2 separate regions of the Muntiacus reevesi genome follow, and region 1 is linked to region 2. A link is a contact called in public Hi-C data. All regions are on one chromosome and are shown on one strand. The core of a region is the stretch at or near the end of the contact, and the rest is flanking DNA. Distances in the headings are between cores, read along the strand shown. Region 1 holds the start of ATP6V1C1 (ATPase H+ transporting V1 subunit C1). Region 2 holds the start of KLF10 (KLF transcription factor 10).

Region 1 (3,735 bases), core at 869-3,368, 310 kb after region 2:
TCCAAGGAACTCTCAAAAATCTTCTCCAACACCACAGTTCAAAAGCATCAGTTCCTTGGTGCTCAGCCTTCTTCATGGTCCAACTCTCACATTCATACATGACTACTGGAAAAACCATAGCTTTGATTATACGGACCACTGTCGGCAAAGTAATGTCTCTGCTTTTTAATGTGCTGTCTAGGTTGGTCATAGCTTTTCTTCCTAGGAGCAAGTGTCTTTTAATTTCATGGCTGCAGTCACCATCTGCAGTGATTTTGGAGTCCAAGAAAATTGTCACTGTTTCCATTGTTTCCCCATCTATTTGCCATGAAGTGATAGGACCAGATGCCATGATCTTAGTTTTCAGAATGTTGAGTTTTAAGTCAGCTTTTCACTCTCCTGTGAAAAATTATTTTGATTCCTATTGTGTGACTAATTACAAATACTTTCCCCACTTAGTTTCATTGAAACATTTATCTTTTTCCCTTGAAAAAATTATGAGAAAAAAATAAATCTTCTCTATGCATTTTTTTTTTTCAGTGCTTTAAGCTTAGGAGGTGCTTTAGGTACGTGGAATTGCAGGAAAAGGTGTGTCATGCCTACTATACATACTTAGATACCTATGATGCTCCTATGCATAGTAAGGAAAAGCAAGCATCCCCAATCTTTGTAAAACACATTCCCTTACTATCAGAAGCCAAAGAAAGTAAGCATACCCTGCTTATTTTAAACATGTTTGCTAGATTTTTAAATGAGACATGCTAGGTCTGATGATAATTGGAGCTAGCATTTATTGAAAAATGCTTTATACTGCCTCTCAAGTATAACATGTTGCTTAAAACACTGCAAAGTGTTCAGACGTCAGAAATAGATGCACTTGAATTTAAAAATTAAGAAACAGACGTAAGAATTCTGCCTCTGGGCCACACACAAAAACCAAAAGGTTTCAAATGCAGACCCTAATTTTCACTGCCTAAAGCAGCTATCACTAGTCTCACTAGTGGGTGTTTAAATTTTAATTAATGAAAGTGAAATAAATTTTAAAACTCAGTTTTTCAGTCACAATAGCCACATCTCAAGTGCTCAAGAGCCACTTCAGTCTAGTGGACACAATATGGAAAGCACAGATTAACATTTTCACCACCAAAGAAAGTTGTATTGGACAGACAGAGCTAACAAAACATGGCCTTTGGGCACACGTTATGATGCCAAATAAAGCCCTTGGAATTTCTGAGGAGTTTCCAAAGCTGTGTTACAGAACCGGTTGTTGGAATTGCCTGAAGAGCATCCAAAATTAGTGAGAAGCATTAGGTTGAAGATAGGTTGGTTGGTTGGTTGGTTATTACTTTTTATTCAGATGTATTACTAAGGCTCTAAGAAATTCTGTGGTGAATTTCTGCAGGGACACAGGCCCACCCCTATCATGTAAATATTATTGCCTCCAGTTTACAGGTGAAGAAGCTGAAATTCACAGGCCTGTGGTCACACAGCTCCTCAGCAGCGGAGCCAGGATTGAAAACCAGATATGTCTATTCCCTTGTGCCAAACAGCTCTGTGATCTCTAGCTCTTCACCTTCCCTAATATAAAAGTACTGAATTAAAAAATAAAAGAGTTTTTGATTTTTAATGCATAGAGAAGATTTGTTTTCTCCTCATAATTTCTTCAAGGGAAGAAGATAAATGTTTCAATGAAACTAAGTGGGGAAAGTATTTGAAACTAATCGCACAATAGGAATCAAAATCAAAAACTGAATTAAAAAGTTGTCTAAAAAAAAATTCTCTAACGTTTCTAAACTATGTTCTGAACCAGAATAATACCACCTACCTTCCCAAGCTAATGAAATATGCATGGCTCAGGAGAGCGGCTGGCTATCTTTTCTTCTCCCAAAGGATATGATTTCTCCTGTCCCTGCCTCTGCCCTGTAACCTTGTTTGGTTTTCATTTTTATCTACTGTGGTTCCAACTATCCGATGTTTATCACATGCCTCAAAGACGCCCGAACTAGATTATAAACTCTCCCCTGCAAGGAGTGATTCACGCCGGTAGACAATCCTAAGAAAATGAGCACAATGACGAGTGCATAGTAAACGCTCTAAAGACATTTATGGAATTAACTCGAAGTGGACTGAAAGGAAAAGGTGAATCAGAGGCTGAAGGGAACTCTTAAGGATATTACTCAGAAAAACCGGGCTGTCCGAAGAAAATCCTGAGTGGAGAAGCCTGGAGGCAAAGTCCGAGCCGCAGAAACTTGAACAAAACCGGGGTAACCTTAAGGATGGCAGCGATGAAATGCACGGGTGGCCGACGGGACTCGGGCGGAACTCCAGAAGCAGAAACCCCACCCACCCCGGAAGAGCTCGGCCCGCTCAGACTGCCGCTCCCGGGCAGCCTCCCTCCCCGGCTCCTCTTCCGAGGGCTCGGCCGTGGCGGCTGCGCAGTGGCGCGCGCGTAGGGAGCGGCGCACGTAGGCGTGGCGGCGCGCGCCGCGGTCAGCTGACCGTCCTGGCTGGCACGTGACTTGCTCCGTAGGCGCCGGGGTCGAGGAAGCCGTGAGGCCGGAGCTTAGGTCGGGGAGGGGATGGAGCGCTGAGCCGTTAACGCCTGCCAGGCTGTCCGCCTCTCTGCCTGTTACTGCCGTCACGTCCTCTTTTGACACTTCCCTGGGTCAGTGAGCGATGGCTACCCCGCCTCGGGAACCCCGGCCGGGCTGAAGCTCGCGCTGCGGTCGCCGCTTGGGAGGGATGGGGGCGGGCGCGGGGGCCGAGGCTGTGGCGTTGGAGCAGCCGGCTGGGCGGCCGTGTCTGGTTTCTCGGCGCGAGTTTGTCGCCGCCGTGGGCCTGGGTTCTGTCTCTAAGGGGAAGGGAAGGAGGGGAAAAGAGAAAGGGCCCTAGGGGCTGTTCTGTGGCAGAGGCAGACATAAACACTGCGGGTCTGAGGCGTTTCTCCTTGGGTTGGGGTAAGGGTCACAGTGAATCCTCGCTCAGGGGGACGAAAGGTAACAGAGTGGCCCAGATGAGGATCCGGGGTGGTGTGTGTGAGGTCACAGCGAGCGGTACAGCTTCCCCTGGGCGTACGTGCTTGCGAGTAGGTGATGGTAATTTAGAGGGTCTAGGAGACCCTCAGCGAGGACGCAGGGTCCATGTGACAGGGGAAAGAACGGGATTCCAGAGAACTCAGAGCGTTTTGTGGTTTTTTTTTTTTTTAATTAGAATGGGGGAAGAGTAGGCAAGAAACCCAGAAAAGAAACTGGAGGAGTCACACAGGCAAATTGAATCACCTGAGAAACAGAAGACCAAAGGGGAGAAAAGATTAGATTGTGTTTGCACCCCTCACTGAGTGTCATTGTAGCTCTCCCCTTCCCCCACCCCAATAGCCCCGAAGTACACAGGAGGTGTTGGATCATTTGGGGGCTGGGGAGACTTTTGTGAAGATCTGTTTTGCTCTTCCAAACTTATACTTTGGTACTGTCATCTACTCCCGAATACCTTTTATTGAACAACAGTCACAGGAATTACGTTTTTTAAAAAAAATTATTGTGTTTTTAATTGCGCTGGGTCTTCCTTGCTGTGAGCCGTCTTTCTCTAGTTGCCGCGGGCCAGGGGTGCGGAGGGGGAGTCTCTAGCTGTGGTGTGCGGGTTTCTCAAGTTGTGTGCTTTTTTGTGAAGCACAGAGTCTGTAGCGCGCTGGCTCAGTAGTCGGGGTTTAGTTGTCCTGAGGCATGTCGGATCTTCTCTGGCCAGGGATCGAACCCATGT
Region 2 (3,901 bases), core at 577-3,076:
AACTGGGAATTGCCGCGCCGTCACCTTTCACCTACTTCCTGAGCCCGCGGGGCCCCCGCCCTCGCGACGGCCCGGGGGAGGGGCCGCGGGCGCCGCCGCCAACCGCCCGGCCGTGCGCGCCCGGGCCTGCGGGGAGGGGCGGGGCCGCAGGCGCCCGGCTCCCGGCGCGCCCGCCCCTTCCAGCTCCCCGCCGTTCCCTTAGGAACCGACAGCGGGGCCGGGCCTCGCTCCCGCCCTGGCGGAGGCCCGGGCTGGGTCACTCGGGGACGAGAAGCTCCCAGGGCGCATCCGTTCCCGGCCCACCCCCCAGCCTCCGCCTCAGCTGCTGGAGGAGGAGACAGGTCCCCGCGGAAACCCGGCCCCCGCCCTCCTCCGGCCGCAGCCCCCGGGGACCCGGCCGAGCCCTCGGCGCTTCCCGCCCACGCCGCCCGCGGGATCTCAGACCACCCCGACTCGCCCCGAAGACGCGGCGCCCCCGCGTCCCCGCGGTTTCCGGCAGCTCCGGCCCCCCACCACCCCCGCGCCGAGCCCAGCATCTCCACGAGTTCCCAGACGTGCAGCCCCCAACAGGCCCGGCTCCAGGCGCGCGGCCCCACGGCCGGCGGCTCCCGCCTCGGCGCGCGGCCCCCGCGTCTCGCAGCCCCGGCTCCCCCCCCGCCCACCTTCCCCACCCCGATGCTAGGGTCCCGCTTCCCTCCCCTTCCATCTACTGCCGCCTAGGCGGCTCCCAGCCCCCTCCCCCGCCAAGGCGTCCTCCGGAGGAGGCCACCTGCCTGCTTGTTCCGGAGATAAGGGAGTCCCCTCCAGACGTCTGAGGTGGGGTAAACTCCCCAACCCCCGTGCTATCCCCTTGCATCCACGCCGGGTGCCCCTCCCCACAGCCCACCACCCCCCGCTGTCTGCTGGATAGCCCCAGTCCTGCAAGCCTCAGTTCAAGACCCCCCGAGATGGGGAGTCCCCCTCTCCTCTCCGGTGGGTTCCCCACCCCTCACATGCTCGAGAGCAGCCCCCTCCCAGCCTGGGGCGCATTCCTTACCCAGACGGAGGCATCTCTTCCCCCCGGCGCCAGGTGCAGGGTAGCCCCCTCGTCCCCCCCTCCTGTACTTCCACGCCTCCTATTCTCGCTGACTGGGCAGCCAGACCCCGTCTCCTCACTCTTCCCGGCCCTCCGGCCATCTCCCCCCCTCACCTGCTTCCAGCCTCCCAGCGGAGCTGCCCCCTTCCCTCCTTACACCTCGAGCGAGACTCTCTCACTTCGCCTCTAGCTCCCAGCCTGCTTCTCCAGACCACCCCCTCCGCTACACACACGCCCTCACCAATGCCCAGTCTGCAGGCGGGAAGCCCCTCTTCCTCTTCCACGACTCCCCTGCAACCTCCGTCGTCAGGCGAGGCTGATGTCAGGGGCTCGGGGGTCTCCCCGGACGCAGCGAGGCAAGAGAAGGGCTTGGGGCATCCCCAGGTGACTTACCGTAGCCTGCTGGAGAGAAGCGCCGCCGAAGTTGAGCATGGTTGGGTACCCGGCCGCCGGCGACAAGCTGACTGGCTGCAAGGCTGTCCTTGGCTGCCTGGCCACAGACGGGCGCCCAGAGACACTCGACGCCGCTCCCGCCGCCGCCGCGCTCCGCGCCGTCTGCCCCCCTCCCCATTCAGGTAGCCGCTCCGCCTGCCCCGAGCGGCGGGCGGGGGTGGGGGCGGAGCCTGAGGTCGGCCAATCAGCGACAAAGGTGTGTGAGGCGCCGGCCAATGGGCTCGCGGGGCCACGCGTGATCAGCGGCTGCCCGGCAGCGTGAAGCTTGTGTCAGTGGAGCGTGTACACAATCCCCCCGGCAGCGCGTTTCCCCGGGCCCAGCCCGAGGGAACTCCCGCCACCACCTGACTCTGTGGACAGGGCCCGCACCCCTCACCCACCCCCACACCCCCTCCCCGGCCTGCAGTCCCCTTCCCTGGCCCGGGGGTGGGGGCGGCGCCAGGAACTGGGGCCCAGCCCGGAGGCGCGGCCGCCGCGGCGCGCCCAGGCTCTCTGCGGAGAGCCGGGCCCACGTGGGAGATGGGGAGGGATGCCCGCTCCGCCCATTCCCCATCCGCGGGCGAGGTCCCATCTCGGGCTTCGCCGCCGCGGGGTGGGCGGGACGCCGGGTGGCCATGCGGGGGAGGCGGCGGCTGCAAGCCAAGGGTCCAGAGCCAAGAGATTTGCATTTGGAAGCGCCCCGTCCTCTTGCGCGTCTGGCGAGAAAGGAGAGCCTGGTGACCGACCGAGTTGCATTTCTGGAGCATTTGCTGGGTTTTTGCCTCGCTGAACCGTGGGTAGCACCAGGGAAGGGAGGCCAGGGGAAGGGAATCCTGTCACTGAGCGGACACCTGCTCCTGCGGCCCCCCGCCCACGCCCGGGCCGCAGGCGCTGGCTCGCCCTCTCCATCTGCACTGCCGGCGGCGTTGCCCGCCTCCGTCCGCCCCGCCCATCCTTCCTCCAGGGCTGTGGAGAGAATGGTGTGGGGACTGCAGGAAGCCCCGAAAACTAGACCAGTGGGGGTGATGGGGAGCCATAGGACGGAGTTTTTTTTTTTTTTAATCTTTCTCTGGAGCCGACTGTTGCAGAACCGAGTTTTGAGCTCGGTGTAAAGTTTAAATCACAGTCTACAAGCTGTTTCAAAGGTAGACCCTACCCCCACACCTACCCTGGGCCACGGCCTCCGGAAACGCCCTGCTGGGAAACTGCTTGTGGGGGTGGGGAGGGGCGGGGTCTTCTAGGGTCACGAGGCGCCAGACAGGGCACGCCTGGGAGTGAGTTGCGGTGGGAATACTCCCCAATCGAAGTCACGAAACCCCCTGCTGTCGGTCCCGCGAAAGCCCCAGCCACACCTCCGCAATCCCCGTCCCGAACCAGGTCGGAGGCAGTCCGGGGCCTCCGGATTGCAAGCCTATGGTTCTGCTCTGGCTCCTTTTCGGCTCCCTTTTAGCCGTTTGGCCCCCTGTACACAGCTATTGTTGGAGAGGAGGTGATAGCGCAGCTTAAAGCAAACTTAAAGCCACTCCTTGGGACTGGCTAACAGGGGGCAGAAATCACTGCCCTTCCCTCCAGCTGCCTCACTTCTCTGTGTAACTGAAAGGCTGATGATGTAAGTGTCTTTTCTTTCCCAATAATCTCAAAATGAGTATAGAAAAGGAATAAACTAAGGAATCCCTTGGCGGTGCAGTGGTTTGGACTGGGTGCTTTCACTGCCATAGCCTGGGTTCAACCCCTGGTTGGGGAACTGAGATCTCACAAGCCTCCGGGCATGGCCAGAAAGAAAAAAAAAAAAAAAAGGAAAATCAATGAATTAAATATTTTAGAAACAGGCCCAGGCTAGCCAACAACAGTAGTAGTAATAATAATAGGATCAACCAGGGCTAGAGACGCCCACTGAGAGAGGGAAGGAGGACTGAATGGCCGCCTGTCACTGCCTCTCCTGAATCTGCTGGAGGGGCGCCAGCTCAGCAGCTCAGGCAGCTCTTCCTGTCTCCCCTTCATCCCCTGCCCCGGCTTCTGTCTGCAGCGCGGGCGTCCCTCCCTGCGGGCTTCCTTCCGCTGGGCTGTCCCATCCTGTTGATGTGAGCCTGGGGGATGTTGGAGCAGCTGGCCCTGGGCACCTGCTGCAGCGGAGGAAGCTCCTGTCTGTTCCCAGCCTGCCTTCCTGTCAGGGAGCTTCCCCCGGGGAGGCCGCAGCCGGCCCTCCAGGTTCCTCGGTCCCTTCCTCAGGACAGTGGGGCCTGCTGGCGTGGTTCTCCTGCACGCTGAGGAGCAGGGAGCATTTCTGGCTTGTGGGAGTGATTCAAAACAGGAAAGAAAAGGGGTAGGAGGAACAGTGTGGTGGTACCACCATTCCTAGAGATTCAGAGAAGGATGGTGCCCAGGCACCTCAGG

The links. A called contact is a pair of places that touch in the nucleus more often than the background predicts.
Region 1: a Hi-C map of muscle shows a contact between it and region 2, with 8 times the contacts expected there. The contact joins the promoter of ATP6V1C1 here to the promoter of KLF10 in region 2. A contact is called at or near these places in 2 of 3 Hi-C or Micro-C datasets (blood and muscle).

Annotation. Positions count from the first base shown.
Region 1 is chr12:19,376,791-19,380,525 of mMunRee1.1, forward strand. It overlaps ATP6V1C1 (ATPase H+ transporting V1 subunit C1), which reads left to right and starts at 2,119. Exons shown (of 13, transcript XM_065902689.1): 1 at 2,119-2,243.
Region 2 is chr12:19,071,157-19,075,057 of mMunRee1.1, forward strand. KLF10 (KLF transcription factor 10) reads right to left here and starts at 1,827. Exons shown (of 4, transcript XM_065903194.1): 1 at 1,469-1,827. The coding sequence starts at 1,507.